Linked DNA regions of Anas platyrhynchos: region 2 is linked to region 1. Evidence: chromatin contacts called from public Hi-C data. All regions are on one chromosome and are shown on one strand. The core of a region is the stretch at or near the end of the contact, and the rest is flanking DNA. Distances in the headings are between cores, read along the strand shown.

Region 1 (7,121 bases), core at 2,680-5,179:
AGCAAAGGAGTTAACTTGTGGAATGTTCTATTTTTTAAGCACGATTGATTTTGGCAGGGTTCACATAGAATAGCCACTTTAATGATAAACTCTGTCAACTGTTATGGTGCTGTGAATCAAATATTTTGCTGAGGAATTGAAACTCTGCCCTTTCAAAAGGTTATCCTCTTGCATAGTCCATGGTTTTTCATTTTCAGGAAAATGACTTTGCTTGTATAATTGTCAAAGATTTAAAATACGGGTTGTAAAAATGAGACATTTTCTACATTAATGAGCCTAAAGTAGAAATAAAATATTTTTGCCATTATAGCAGTTCCCCGTTGTTAGCCATATTTCAACATAACTCAAAGCTTGAAGACTGTTCAGTTTTTTTTTTTTTTTTTTTTTTTTTTTTTTTTTTTTTGGTGTTGTGCAAAAGTACGACTATTTTAAAGACTCTCACGTAAAGCACATAACATTATTTCTCTGGCTCAGTGATCTGATTTTTACTGTTTTATATTTAGGTGAACAGTACATATGCTCAGAGCTCTTTTGGCAGGAAGAGAGCTAATGTATGTGTGGTACAGTCTTGTATAATTTCAGTGGATTTATTGCTCTTTTTCTTTTCTCTAACATTGTAATTATGATTTCAATTATTATTCTAAATTTTTGCTAAGTTTTGTAAAGATGGAGAAGGACAAGATTCTTGACACAAAAAGACATTTTTTCTTACTATTTTTTTTTTTTTTTTTTTTTACACTTGTGGTATATAAGTACAGAAAAGACCTGAATCAATGTAAAGTCCTCCAGAATGCTTTTGTTTATGAAATTAAAAAATGCAAATCAGTGTTCTTTATGTCATTGCTCTTAAGTTGTATGAACAGCTAAGCTGCCTATCAAAGTTCCAGGTATTTGTCTTTAGAAAAAGAACAGCACGCACTATCACATTTTAAAAGAGATGAAAATTTAATGTAGATTTTTGAACTGTCAAGATTAAAGATAAAATGCAATTCTTTTGTTTTTGCCTTTTTCTTTCTACCACACAGATATACATACTGTAAGAGTAGTTTCAATATAGCATTACTGGTGAAATCAAAGCTACAGAGCAACCAAAGTTATATCTATATTGGTAATTGGGACAGGTTGTTAGTTCATTCTCTACGTTCTTCCACAGGTGAAAAGATAGCCCTGTTAAGCTGCAGTAATCAATTCAATGGGGTATCCACAAGGTTACCTTACAGTTTGGAACGTAGTCTTTCTTGGTGAATTTTGTATCTATTGGTTAACACTTGTGTTTTGCAAAATATTGTATAGCTGAAATGCTCATAAAGCAATTACAATGATTCAGATTTTGGAAAAACTCAGTGTACCTGACATAGAATCAGATATGCAGCTACCACAAATTATTCTGAGTGCACTAATATCACTCTCCATAAGGGCCTAAGAAACACAGGTTGTAAGGAGAAACTTCTCTAAAGATGTGATTCAAAAACCAATGAAGTAATTGAGAGGTTTTCCATTAATTTCAGTGACTTTTAGATCAGACTGCAAATATTTAATGTTAATCTATTTTTAAAAATAAAATACAGGTAACCTTGGAAGCAAGTACAAACAGACATATATTTAGAAAAGTGTATATCCAAAACATTAAACTTCAAATAAGACTTCAAACGAGAAACAGATTCGGAATCTCTAATAACTTTAAGCAATGGATTCCACAGATTATCACCACTCTAACAGGCTGTGTTTTGCTCTCTCACTATCTCTCTCTTCAGTTTTTATCTTCTCTATGTGCACGTAAACACGTGCACTATGCAAAGGATAATAAAATACAACTCAGGGTAATACAATATAAATTGCAATTTACAGTATTTGTATATGCTTCTTTTGCATAAGGCAAGAATGTAAATACCTTTCATTGTTTAGGCTAGATCTTATGGTAAACATTTTGTCAGATCTTGGCAGTTATCTAGAGGTATGATTTCCTTGCAGCCAGTCATATGGTCAGTTTTGGTGCCTACAACAAAGAGTGACAGAGCTGGGGGAGCTAAGACATTGTTTTTACTGCTCCAGTCCCCTAATCATCTTCATAACCCTTTTCTGAACTCTCTCCAAGAGCTCCATGTCTCTCTTGTAGAGAGGAGCTGAGAACTGGAGACAGTATCCCAGATGCAGCCTCACCAGGGCTGAGTAGAGGGGGAAGATCACCTTACTTGAACTGCTGGCCTGTTGTCATGTCCTTGTCCAGAAGACGGAGCTGGTGCCAAGAGAAGCAACACTAAATCATTGCTATTTAACAGGTCAAATCTCCAGCTGAAACCATTTGTGACACTGAAGATATCACCATGCTGTAGCAGTGATGACTTCCCTTCATTCTCTTGAGGCTTTTGTGATAGCCATGCTATATCAATACGGCTTCACTCTCCGTTTCAGTCTTTCTGAGCAAAGTAGTAGAAAAGCTTCAACCTAACCTAACACTGCATGGGGATTATCTACCTCCAGTATGGAGAAACTGGCATAAAAGGCATACAATGGGAATCTTACCACCTAACCCTGGGTTTTAAGAAGCCCATTGCTCGGGTTCAATCTGGTTGTCCTTAGGTGCCTGTGCAGCCATTGGACAGAGATAAGAAGCACCAAAGAAAGGTGATTTTTGTTCTCTAAAGTAGGTGTCTATGACAATGAAATAAATTGCTTTCTGACAATGCCAGTTTCTGTCTACTGAAGATAAAAAAGGGTATACAGCAAGACTTGGACCTGGACAGCAAGACTTGGACCTGATGTTGGAACTTTAGCATAAAATAAAACAGCGCTATAGACATTGACCTCATGAATAAAAATCTAGGTCACTAGGTTTTTGAGCAGATAACCCTGACAAAGGTACGAGAACTCTTGTCATTAGATTTCAGATATCCACTTTATTGTTTTGGAGGCCTATTAATTCTCCCTTTTTTCCCTCTTCTGAGAGGAGTTACTTGCAGTAACAAAGCTTGGCAGTTAGTGAAAAATAACTGTTTGTATTTGCAATAAAAATGGTCTTATGACCTTTTGGAAAAGTTAGTTTTATTAATTTTGCAAAACTTTTATAAAGAATGTACAAATTCATTAAAATCCTGACCCAGATATAGACATTTTCTTGGGCAGGAAAAATCACTCCTTCCATTTATGACAAATAGAACCACAACACAGGAAAAAACATTACTTACTTACACATCCAAACATATATGAAGAGAGGAAAATTACTACTAGCATCCAGTTTATAAAATCATTAAAATTATGACTTCATTATAAAAAAATAGTTAACTGAAAACACTTGACAATGTTTTCTAGTCTTTGTCCAGCATAGGAGAAGAAACAATATGTGTGAAACTGTTATAATAAATGATTTTTAAACAAAATGAGATCTGAATTTTAAAGAGACTCTCTGGTTTTGAATTATTAGAAATCCAGGGTCAATTTCAGACATGAAGAAAGAAAATTCAGTTTTGTTGAGGCTAGCAATTGCAAAAGAGGCATGAAAGTCCATCCTTGCCTCAGATTATTATTTATATTATCACTAAATAATGCCTTCTGGTTTGGAGAGTTATTCGTTTGTTGTTGCCACTGTTGTTTTTTAAATTCATTTATGCATTTAATTATTTTGAATTAAAGGTCTATGGAGTTAGGATAGGAAAATGATGCAGAAAGAAAATGATGTTTCTTTAGAAATACTCTGCATTTACGACACAACATATCCAGCTCCGCTGAAGTCAGTGTGGACTTTTGGCAACAATTGTGTGTTGCTGTGTAAACAAATTCACATTTTCAAAGGACCTTTACCCTCTAGCTGGAAAGCAGTACAGCTGCTGGCACTTTTCCTCCTTTACATTCTTGTTGGATGATATGGAGCAGAAAGGTTATGTTGCTGACTCAGAAAATGATGTGGGAAGCAGTTCCTAAGAAAAGACGCATGATAAATGGTAGGAGAAGATACCACTGATACTGCTGTGGCAGGTCAGAGTAGTCTGTCATACCCAGAGGCTACTGCTAGCTCTTATATTGCCATTGGTAGCTGGAAGTTTGCCCATAAGCTTTTTTTTCCCCTCTATTTCCCATGATCCATTCCTGGACTTGCCTCTTCCCTACCTGCTTCTCCCCCAGCAGGTTTCTTGTTTTTTACTGAAAACAGAGAAGCTTCCTACCCCAGTAAACTTACTTAGATGTGGGTCCAAAATCCAGCATGTTCCATGTGAATCTTTCCCTGGATATCTGTGGGTTTGGAAGATCACAATCAGAAGAAGAAGTCCAGAAAAGAACAAAACCAAAAAACTAGTCTTCTGAACTTTCTTTCTTGGTTTTCTGCTGTGACATGAAAATATGCTTTTTTTTTTTTTTTTGCTTTTTTTTTTTTTTTCCTTGAGCTCCCATGTCTATCCCATGTCTATGTGCTATGATGATGATGAATCCTTCTGTTAAATTAAATGGAAGAATTCAATAAAATTTGGGTGTAGGATGTAACCAGCATTTTGCAGTGTTTAATTGATGCATATCTCTGCATTTATTCTCAGGAAGTAGGTGGAATGGTACCAAGTGGCAATGGATCTTTGATGTCCTGTTTGGAAAATTAAGATCATCAGCTCAGCCATAATTTTGTTATGCAATTTTCCAGGTTCCAGATGGCTCTGACTTACTGGTAAAATTATATATAGCTTTTGACAAAATAAGCTATATTCCCAACTGGCTTCTGCTATTGAGCTGTTTTCCTTGATTTAAGCATTGTCATAGTAAATTGCCGGAATATATATATATATATTTCTTTGCCAGTGTATGAATGGGATTGATTTTGGTTCTTAACAATATTTTTGATGTGGTTCTTACTATATATCTAAGGCACTGTCACAAAAATATGACAGGATAGTGTTTAAACAGGATAATTACTGCAGGAAAGCCTATCATGATCAAACACTTTGATTGTACTATAATGGAAACATGTTCTGAAATATTTGATTTTTTACCTTGGAATTATTTAATATGTTCTCAAAAGTTCAGTGATTTGTGAAAAGAAAATATGCATATGGAAGTTTTGGTCTCTAAAATATTCTTCCAAAAGTTGTAAAAATGAAGCTTGAACGAGAAATAAATTATTCAAACCCATCTGGGGGCCTGAGTTATACTGTCTGTTTCTTGGCATTAAGTGTCCATTCGTGCTGGAGTGTGTCATAGTTTCTGTAAGAAAGTGTAAAAAAACTGACTGGATGATGTCAGCACAGACAAGGTGGCTCCTGGCAGCAGATATTAAATAATAGCTGGGCTTAAATGCTGTAAAATGCATTTGGCTAACTGATGGAAGGCTGTACTATGTGACCTCTCCGTCTAGGTGCATTAGCCTCAGCCAGCAGAGTCCCTGGCAGAGGGATGTAAGCACGAGCATGGAAACATGTACTTATTTCAGGCAACGGCACAGAGGCAGTTCCTCGCCCACTGCTGGCTCCTCTTTGTTTTTCTCTGGCAGGAAACACCCCCATGAGTGCTGCTTCCTGAATCAGTGAACTTTTTCCTCTGGAAGGAGCAAAGTGTATTAAAATAGGGGTTCCCGAGGTTTTGTTTCTGGAGGGCTATTTGATAGCTGGGAAGATTGTAGTAAAAGTTTACTGCTGTCCAATACCCAGAGGCTTCCCCATTCCCTCTCTCCTTTGCTCCAGAGCTCGTGAGGCTGTTTATGAAGGCAGATGTCTGGTCCTTTTGTTCTTCCAGCAGCTGAAATAAATGCTAAAGGTAATATGCTGGAATAGTGCCTAGGCCTGCCAATGCACTTGGTGCAGAAGTTTTTGGGGGTTAATGTACAGGTGTAAAATGAGCTGGGGCCTGGAGAAGGCATTGAAGTCTCCCAGGTTGGTCAACACTAGCTTCTGACCACTCAGAGACTTACCAAGGCACTGTCATGAGGATTGCAGATCTCTTTTGGGAATCTCTGTGCTAGAGGGAACATGCCTTGCACACTCAGCCAGGACTACTGTGATGTCACACCTTTATTTGCTAAAAAATACACCTCTGTGCTTATGCCACAAATAAAAGAATGTGTTGTAAAACAAGGAAACAAAACTCCACCTGCAAACCAACAGTCAAAACAAACAAAAAACAATCCAAAATCAAAAAGCAAACCCCAGCCCCCCAAACAAAAACAAAACAAACTCAAGAGTGCCGTGCTACCAGGTAGCTGGACCTGCCTTATGAATTTGCTGTTTGTAAGTCCTTCCAGGTATAGTTTGAACTCTTTTGACAGGCTTGCTGCTCCTGAAAGATCTGGCTCAACTTTCCTTCAGCTCTGAGAATGGGGATGCCAGCCTCATTTTCTTCTTCTAAAGAGAAAACCAAACAGCGATCCATGTTTCAGGTTCTTTGCATTGCCACAGTTACACTCGCTTCACCTGGAACCAGGCAGAATTTATACTGTAAGATATTTGACCTCTCTCTTTGGAATTGCTCAAAAGCAATGCCTTTCACATGTCTGAAAAAGAACTAGTTAAAATATCTTATTTCCCTTGTTCTTTAGTGTCATACAGTACCTCTGATGGTCTGCATGCTTTTCTGAAGAGCTCCTGTTTGTGTGGATGGTGTTAACTGACTACCCTGTAACACAAGTTATGTGACCAAATTGGCCACATTACAGAGGTGAACAAATCTTTATGGAACGGGAAATGTTTTTTACCTTTTCCTCTTAAATGAACTTTTATTGCAGAAGGCTACAATTCAAATGAGCTCAGAGACTGCTAATGACTTCTACTTCCTAATGCTCATCCAAACATCTCCTGCTGCCCTTGCAAATTCATTCATTCCCTCAAATGTCTTCTCTCTCCCCTTTCTCTGGTTAGCGTGGGCTGTGAGACAGTATGTGTTATGTAGCCCAGGAGGGATAAGACGGAAGAAGAAGCAGAGAGAAGTGGCCAACCAGGAGATACAAGTACCCTGGCAGGGCCAGTATGTGTCAGACCTTTCTACTAGGCCAGCCAGCAGTCAGGAGACATAAATAGGCTGACTGGCACCAGCTGGGAAGTGGATAGTAAAAAGGTGCACATTGCCTCATCCCTGGTAGGCAGTGGGAACTGTCTTGTGGGCCAGACCTGGCCTGCAGGCTGGCTGTAGTGCCTGCTTTACAATCCAAC
Region 2 (7,121 bases), core at 1,276-3,775, 51 kb before region 1:
CTTGGGATGCACTCTTGAGAGGGATTTCATTCTTCTCTTTGCGTGGAAAGGCACATATCCTTTAGCCTTTGTATTGCTAAAACAGCCCAGTCAAAGGTGTCTAAAAATTTCTTTGTCAGTTTTACATTCTCAGCTTTCTTTGTTGACGAAGTTCCAGAGAAGACAGCTAAGGACAGAATTATGGAATAATTGTATGGTAGGGAAGGCTAAGAGTTTTCCAGTCCAGTTGCGTAAAAGCTTTGGAGGGCACATAAATGGTTTCAGATGCATTAAGAAACCAATGTAGATTTTTTCAAGACTGTCAACAAAATTGTCTGGAAGTAATGCTGTTCCATTCCTCATCATGCACAAGATAGGAAAATGAGCCTACGATTGAGGCCTAATTCTCAAATCTACCCAAGGCAAGTTTTATGAGTGAGCAGCAAAGAGTATCTAACTGCATTGTGGGTGAATATTTCTCCTTATGCAGGGGACTTTTCTGTTAGAAAGACTGCTGGATCACTCTCCTGTTTCCAGTGCCAGCTCCCTTGTTACTCGTGGAAATGGAAAGTAGCAGTCCTCACTTGTGCTGGAGCCCAGGGGATGTCATCACAAAACTGCTGCAGGCGATTCTCTGACTGCTCTTCTGCTTGAGCAGGGTTTGACCAGCATGAACTAACGACGTAAAAACATGAAGGCTAAGTCAATCTGTTTGTTACTGGTGGGACAACACCGAATGAAACACTTGAAGAAAGTTCAGCATGGGGGTTCTTTATACTATGACCTGCATTCACATTATACATTTCTATATTGATGGCTCAACATTGTTACATACCAGTCATCTAAACTGATTACAAATCTTATCTAGCTTGGCTTTAGCCTCAGAATGGTAATTCTGTTTTAGCTTTGCAGCTGATGTCATGACACATAGCTGGACTGAAGAAAGTAAAAAAAAAAAAAAAAAAAAAAAAAAACCACAACCAAAAACAAAAACAGAAAAACAGAAAATCAGTAATGCTGGGCTTATTTTCTGATGTAGGCTTGGTTCAAACAGCTTTCAAGATTTTTTCACATTTCAGTAAAATGAAAGTTGGGAAAACTTTCAAAAAAGTGAAGTTTGATAGCATTAGTGTCAATAAAACAGTATTGCCAAAAGAAGGAACTTTTAACAGGGATTCTGTTCTTCATTGTGAAACCTGCTCTAGTGGAAGCAGGTTGGAACTAGATGATTTTTAAGTTTCCTTCCAATCCAAACCATTCTATGAAACCATTCTATAAAACTGCAGCTTTATGTTACAGATTTTTCTTTCTTCTGCCTTAAGCTGTTCACTTGTTTTGTCTCTACTTAAATCTTGCAAATTTTCTGTGTAAGTGGTCTGTTTTTCTACCTCATAGTATTTAGAGACACTTTTTTTTTCAGATACTCTCCTATGTTACATCATGCTGTCACTTTCAAGTTATCTTTTGTTACAGATATATCACTTCTACTTTCATGTACTTCCATTACATTATCACAGACAACCTTGGAAAAGCTACACTGTTGAGAGGTTAGACCATCCAGTTGTGAGATGTCCTGATTGCACCATGTAATTTTTAAGGATATGTACTGGAGATTGTCCACGTCCATGGTACTTTGTGAAAAATTTACAAAATCTTGTCAAGGGTGTGGTTGTTTTACCGTACTGGGCAGCTAAACCCCACAACCGCTCTCTCACTCCCCCTCCTTTAGATGAGGAGGGGGAGAAGTAAAGCAAAGAACAACTCATGGGTTGAGATAAGGATAATTTAATTAAAGGGAAATAATTATAATAATTAAATAAAGACTACCATGAACTAAACAATTTAACTAAGGGGAAATAAAACGGGAAAGGGGAAAAGGGAGGGGAAAAGGAAAAATAAAAAGAAGGGAGGAAAACAAACAAACAAAATAAATGAAAGCTATATGGAAGTGCAGAGGAAAGAAATTACTCTCTACTTCCCACAAATGAGCGATGATTGACCACGTCCTTGAAGCAAGGCCTCAACGCACGCAGCCGGTGTTCGAGAGGAGGACCGACATCTTCCAAACGAGAGCCCACCCCTCCCCTCTTCTTCCTGTTTCCACCTTTTATTGCTGAGTGTGACATCACATGGAATGGAATATCCCTTTGATTGGTTTAGGTCAGCTGCCCTGGTGATGTTTCTCTTCTCACGTTTTGCCCACCCCCTAGGAGGGTTAGAGAAAGGCCCAATGCTGTGCCACTGCTGCTCAGCAGTAGACACAACACTGGTGTGATAACACTGCTGTTCCAGCTACAAGTACAGAGTACGGCACTGTATGGGCTGCTGCCGGGAAAGTTAACATTCCAGCCAGACCCAGTACAGAGGGTAACCCTGACCCATTGTGTCACATCATGTTAGTGAACCTTGATTTCTTAATGAAAAGATTCTTCTGTCTTCATTGACAGGTAAAATCCAATAGCACTGGCTTCATGCACATGGCCAAAGTCATGCTGCTATAGGACAAAACAACTTTTCATGTTGAGTACTAGTGTCAGATTGCTTAGCTTACATTCTTAGTCAAACTGATAAGCTTACATTCTTAGTCAAACTGATACAGTTTCAGTAGGCTGGCAGTACTTAGCAAATTATTAACTGAAAAGCGAACTTGATCAGTACTGGAATTTAAATGTTCTACATGAAGAATTTAACAATATTCAGTGTTGACCCAATCCCATTACCACTGTGAAGAATGGTAATACTTCAAAGACTTAGGTTAGAAAGGAATACAGCATATTTTGCAAAATGTAAAAGAGTTCCAATATTTATTAGCATTTCTCTACTTTACTATCTACTTTACTATCTTTGAACTTTTTTTTTTTTTTTTTTTTTTTAGTATCATAAGCTAGAAAATATTGATTTTGAGATGTCATTTATAGGAGAATCAGCAGTTCTGAATTACAACTGAAACTGCAGTTGCAGAAGGAATCTGGTGTCCTGTCTCTGATGGACACAAAATCCAGATTTAAATTTCATAAAAGATCTGTAAAGTGTCTGGTATAAAATTATTTAAAAGTAATTTTATAGAACTATTGTTTAAGCATTAAAAGGTTTTTAAATTTGTTGTTGAAAGACAGAGGGATGTAAACTGTTCTCTGTGTATTTAATGGTAATTCCAGGACAATTAAAATGCACTAAGCTTGATTCCCGTACTTTAAAACTGTTTGCATGAAATTGCTGTCTGTGTACTTGTGTGAGTTCAGAATATGCAAGTGATAGCTTGGGGAGAATAAGTACGCCTGGGTTAGCTTGGACACCATTTCCACTCCAAAGTTTTAATCAAATGAAAATAAGTAGAAGTTTAATCAAAAACCCGCATATTAAGCAGTAAAACATAGTAGTTGTAGGCCTGTGTAACAAACCACATGCAAAAGCAATGATTACAATCTTGCCGTTCTTTTGGGCTCTCTTGGATTTATACTATGTGTGCTACCAAAGTAAGTCTGTTTTCCATTTTTTTCCTCAGCAGAACAAAAGTCTTATAATTGCTGCTTGCTTTCACATTAGCCATGGTGTTTTATTTTGCTCTGTGGGCGTACTTTCTGTGCTGCAGTCTAGCTCTGCTTCAGTGCAATGTTTAGGTTCATAAATACTCAGGGCTGTCTCTGTCAGGACAATGCAAGACTCTCCTCCAGCCCCTGCTGTGCAGCATGCTGGCTGACAAAGGTGACACAGCAAATCTCAATGAGTTCATTATGTGTGATAGCTAAAAACACTTCTGTACATGATTTATTTATAGATTATAACTGATAGAGGCTGGACTGTGTAATGGAGTAGATTACTTGGTCTCTTGTAAACAAATTCCTAATTCTTAAGAGAAGGCATTAAAGAATTACTGGTTGTAACCCCACAGATTGGCACCATTTCAGCGGTGCTGGTCAACTCATAAAGTTGACAGTTTCCAGGGACAGTGAAAGCAGCACCTTCAATTTTTCAGCATTTCTTCCAGCCTGCTACTATAAAGAAAGGCTATGAATCGCTTCATTATGAATCACTGAGCTGATGCCAAGTAAAGATAGACCAGAGCTCTCTTCTACCAAAGATCCTAAAGGCTTGCTTGGGACCCTGTAATTCTGTCCCATCACAGACTTGGCAGCATTCAGATTGATCCATCTCAGTTGTAAAGGGTGGGATAGTGAGATAACTCACCACACAATTCACTCATTCGACAAATTGAATTTAGCTCTTTCAGAGGTTATCTAACATCTGTGTTAGAGAAGTTCACAGCAGTTCTCCTTTGAAGAAACGAGAAACTTCCCAGCTCCAGAGTGAGTTGAGGGGCCATGTCTAAATCTCGAATGGCAGAGATGGGAGCTGAGGGCAGGGAAGTCTTGCAGTGTTGGTGGGAGCTTGAGCATGAGGAGCATGCCTCCAGCTAGGCTTTGTTAATAGGGTCACTAATGTGCTAGAAAGAAGAGGCCACCTCTTGGTTGGCAAAAGATAGAGCTCTGACAACTTGGTTGTGGGATACATGCATGAGGGGCAGGAGGGCTGCCAGCATTTCTCTTGCTACCAACTAAGTGTCCTAGCTATTTTGGGATAGTCTTCCATACAGAACTCCTACACATGAGTGTTGGGAGGGGTTCACTTTTTCCTGGGCTCCACTCCACCTCCACTAAAGCCTGGCTCATTAACCCCTCTTGGGGAAGCTTATCAACCTGTGGTGCATCAAAAGGTATTTTTATGCTAGCCCTTTCTCTGTTGGTAACATAAACATATGCACTATAATTTAGATTTCTGATTAGAAACATTACCCTGTGATGCATATAGCCATCATGTTGATTACACTGTAGTTGCACCATGTAGCTATTAGTTGTGTCTCAGTAGGATATGTTTTGGCATGGTAAAGTCTACACATAAGCACACACAAAAACCAACACCTCTGAATTTTCTAATTTTCAAGATTATTATTCAATTTCTTCAGGAGCCTAAAAATTTTGAGTGTGTTAAACAGGAAAGCAATAACATATGAAAATTTCCAAGTGATTTTTTATTTGACAAACTGACCAGAATCTAAGTTGGGCAATAACAGAAGACTTAAACATTTGTCTTTAACTGAAGGACTGCATTTCACTCGGTTAGACAGATGTAAATCCAGAGTAGCCCCAAATCCAGGAACTTATTTTCAGCATGTATAAATGTAAAGTCTAGAGAATTTGTTTTTGTCTCTTGAACAGAAATATTATATTAATTAAAAAACAAAAACAAAAACAAAAACAACTAACTTTTATCATAATTAAGATTTCTATCCACTGGAAAAAATAATAATTAGAACAAGACTCACATGACTTTTATTTCATGATTAATAATAGGGAAGAAGGCAAAAGCAGTTTGCACTTGGTCAACAGAGAACATGAACTTTCCACAGCTTTTATACTGCACTCTAGTTACTTGTTTTCGTAGCTGTGCACATACCGATCTTACCTACAGCAAACTAGTGAAACAAAAACTGATTTTCACACTCTATCATGATTAAAAAAAAAAAAAAAAGAACAAACCAAAATCCACAACCCAAACTCTATTGTTTGCTTTATTTAAACATTGTAACTGCCATGTTAAGTGACTATGATAACATTGCCATTGAAATAAATTTCCAATTAGGTCTTATAGAAAGAGACACTTTATTTATTCACAAGGAGAAGTTAAAAGCTTGGAGGAATCACTATTATCATTGTTTGAAAAAAATGTGTTTATTTCTATTCCTCAACAAGGAAGGGAATAAATCTCTCTAATATGTTTTAAATGTAGAAAAATCTCTTCAGCTCTGTTTTGTTTATGCTATCTCTCCTAGACTTGCTCTGTACAGAACAGGTGGTTTGAAAGACAGGAGTTCATAAGCTGGCACATAAAGGATGCTGTATCACAGGCAAGATCTCCATTTAGCAGTTCTTTGTTTTTATATTTATCAGACTATTCTGGAAGAGACTGTAAGAGTTTATTTAATTCCTCTTCTTGGCTAACCTCAGGCTCATGGAGATCAGCATCATTCTTGACTCAGGTGAATTTCACCTGTTCTTACATCTTCAGAGACAGAGCTTCCCTGACTGTAGAGGTAATCCAGTTCAACACTTTTAAACTCCTAGATTGATTTCATAATTTATATATCTTTTCTGCAGTTTCCTAGAAATTACATCTTTTCCTGTCACAGCAGAGAGCAGTTTTTCTTTATTTTCTGCAGCAGACTTACGTATATGAAGACTGTTACCATGTCTCCCCTCCAGACTAAATATCTCCAACTTCTTTAGTGGTGTGTCTTCTGAAAAATAAATAAATAAATAAATAAATAAATAAATAAATAAATAAATATAGTTCACTTTATAGTCTTTTGCAGATCTTCTCTGGAATCTATCAATTTGTTTGAATGAAATGCCACAAATTGCACTAGGCTGTGACTAGAACAAAATGCATTTAGGTATAGTCAATTTTAGCTGGCAACAAAATGGGAGAAAAACATGTATATATATTTTGTATTTTCAATGAGGATTTCCTTAATACATGGTTTAAAAAGATTCTTTTTCTCTGTTTCATATTACATTCTCCCTTTCAGACAATAAAAATCAGTTCACATCTTGGAGACTATAGTTGAGTAATCAAAAAAAAAATAACTGCATGATTTCAAGATTAAGATAAACAAGCTGGAGGCGATCTGGCAATATGATAAAGGACTGGTTTAATTGGGAGAAATGGCCAAAAAGATAACAAGGGAAACCCAAATAAGAGTAAATACAGATGAAAACTCTAGTAATGGAGTTTTTGTTAACTCTTTTGCTAGAATTGTCCTTAGATACAATATAGATATATTTGAAAATGTTTTCCAGAAAACATAATAGAAAAGTCTTTATAAATAGCTGACCACTTTAGAATTCTAATTTCCCAGTTACTCCATATTATTTTTATCTAAGAATCAGGTTATATTGCCTAATTAACTTTTTACTGTCACATGTTTCTGAGGAAATCATTAAACACTACAGAGTCTAGAGGAAAATATGCATAATACTAAGTTCCAGTTACCAAATTGAGAAATACCTATCCATTCCTAGACAGTTCTTGGGCAATCAGCCTTCCCCTTAATTTTCATGGATGATAGATCTATTCCAAAAATC

Evidence for each region. A called contact is a pair of places that touch in the nucleus more often than the background predicts.
Region 2: a contact with region 1 is called in a Hi-C map of skeletal muscle, with 2.7 times the contacts expected there. The contact joins two enhancer-like sites. A contact is called at or near these places in 2 of 8 Hi-C or Micro-C datasets (liver and skeletal muscle).

What each region holds. Positions count from the first base shown.
Region 1 is chr3:88,507,464-88,514,584 of IASCAAS_PekinDuck_T2T, reverse strand. All of the region lies in intron 1 of LOC110352479 (a long non-coding RNA gene), which reads left to right. Among named protein-coding and RNA genes, the nearest start is that of CD109, 180 kb to the left of the region's middle. Within about 2 kb of position 3,929, at least 1 of the 8 cell types and tissues checked has an H3K27ac peak or open chromatin away from gene starts, as enhancers often do.
Region 2 is chr3:88,557,420-88,564,540 of IASCAAS_PekinDuck_T2T, reverse strand. The region is part of intron 3 of LOC106016697 (a long non-coding RNA gene); the gene reads left to right. Among named protein-coding and RNA genes, the nearest start is that of CD109, 130 kb to the left of the region's middle. Within about 2 kb of position 2,525, at least 1 of the 8 cell types and tissues checked has an H3K27ac peak or open chromatin away from gene starts, as enhancers often do.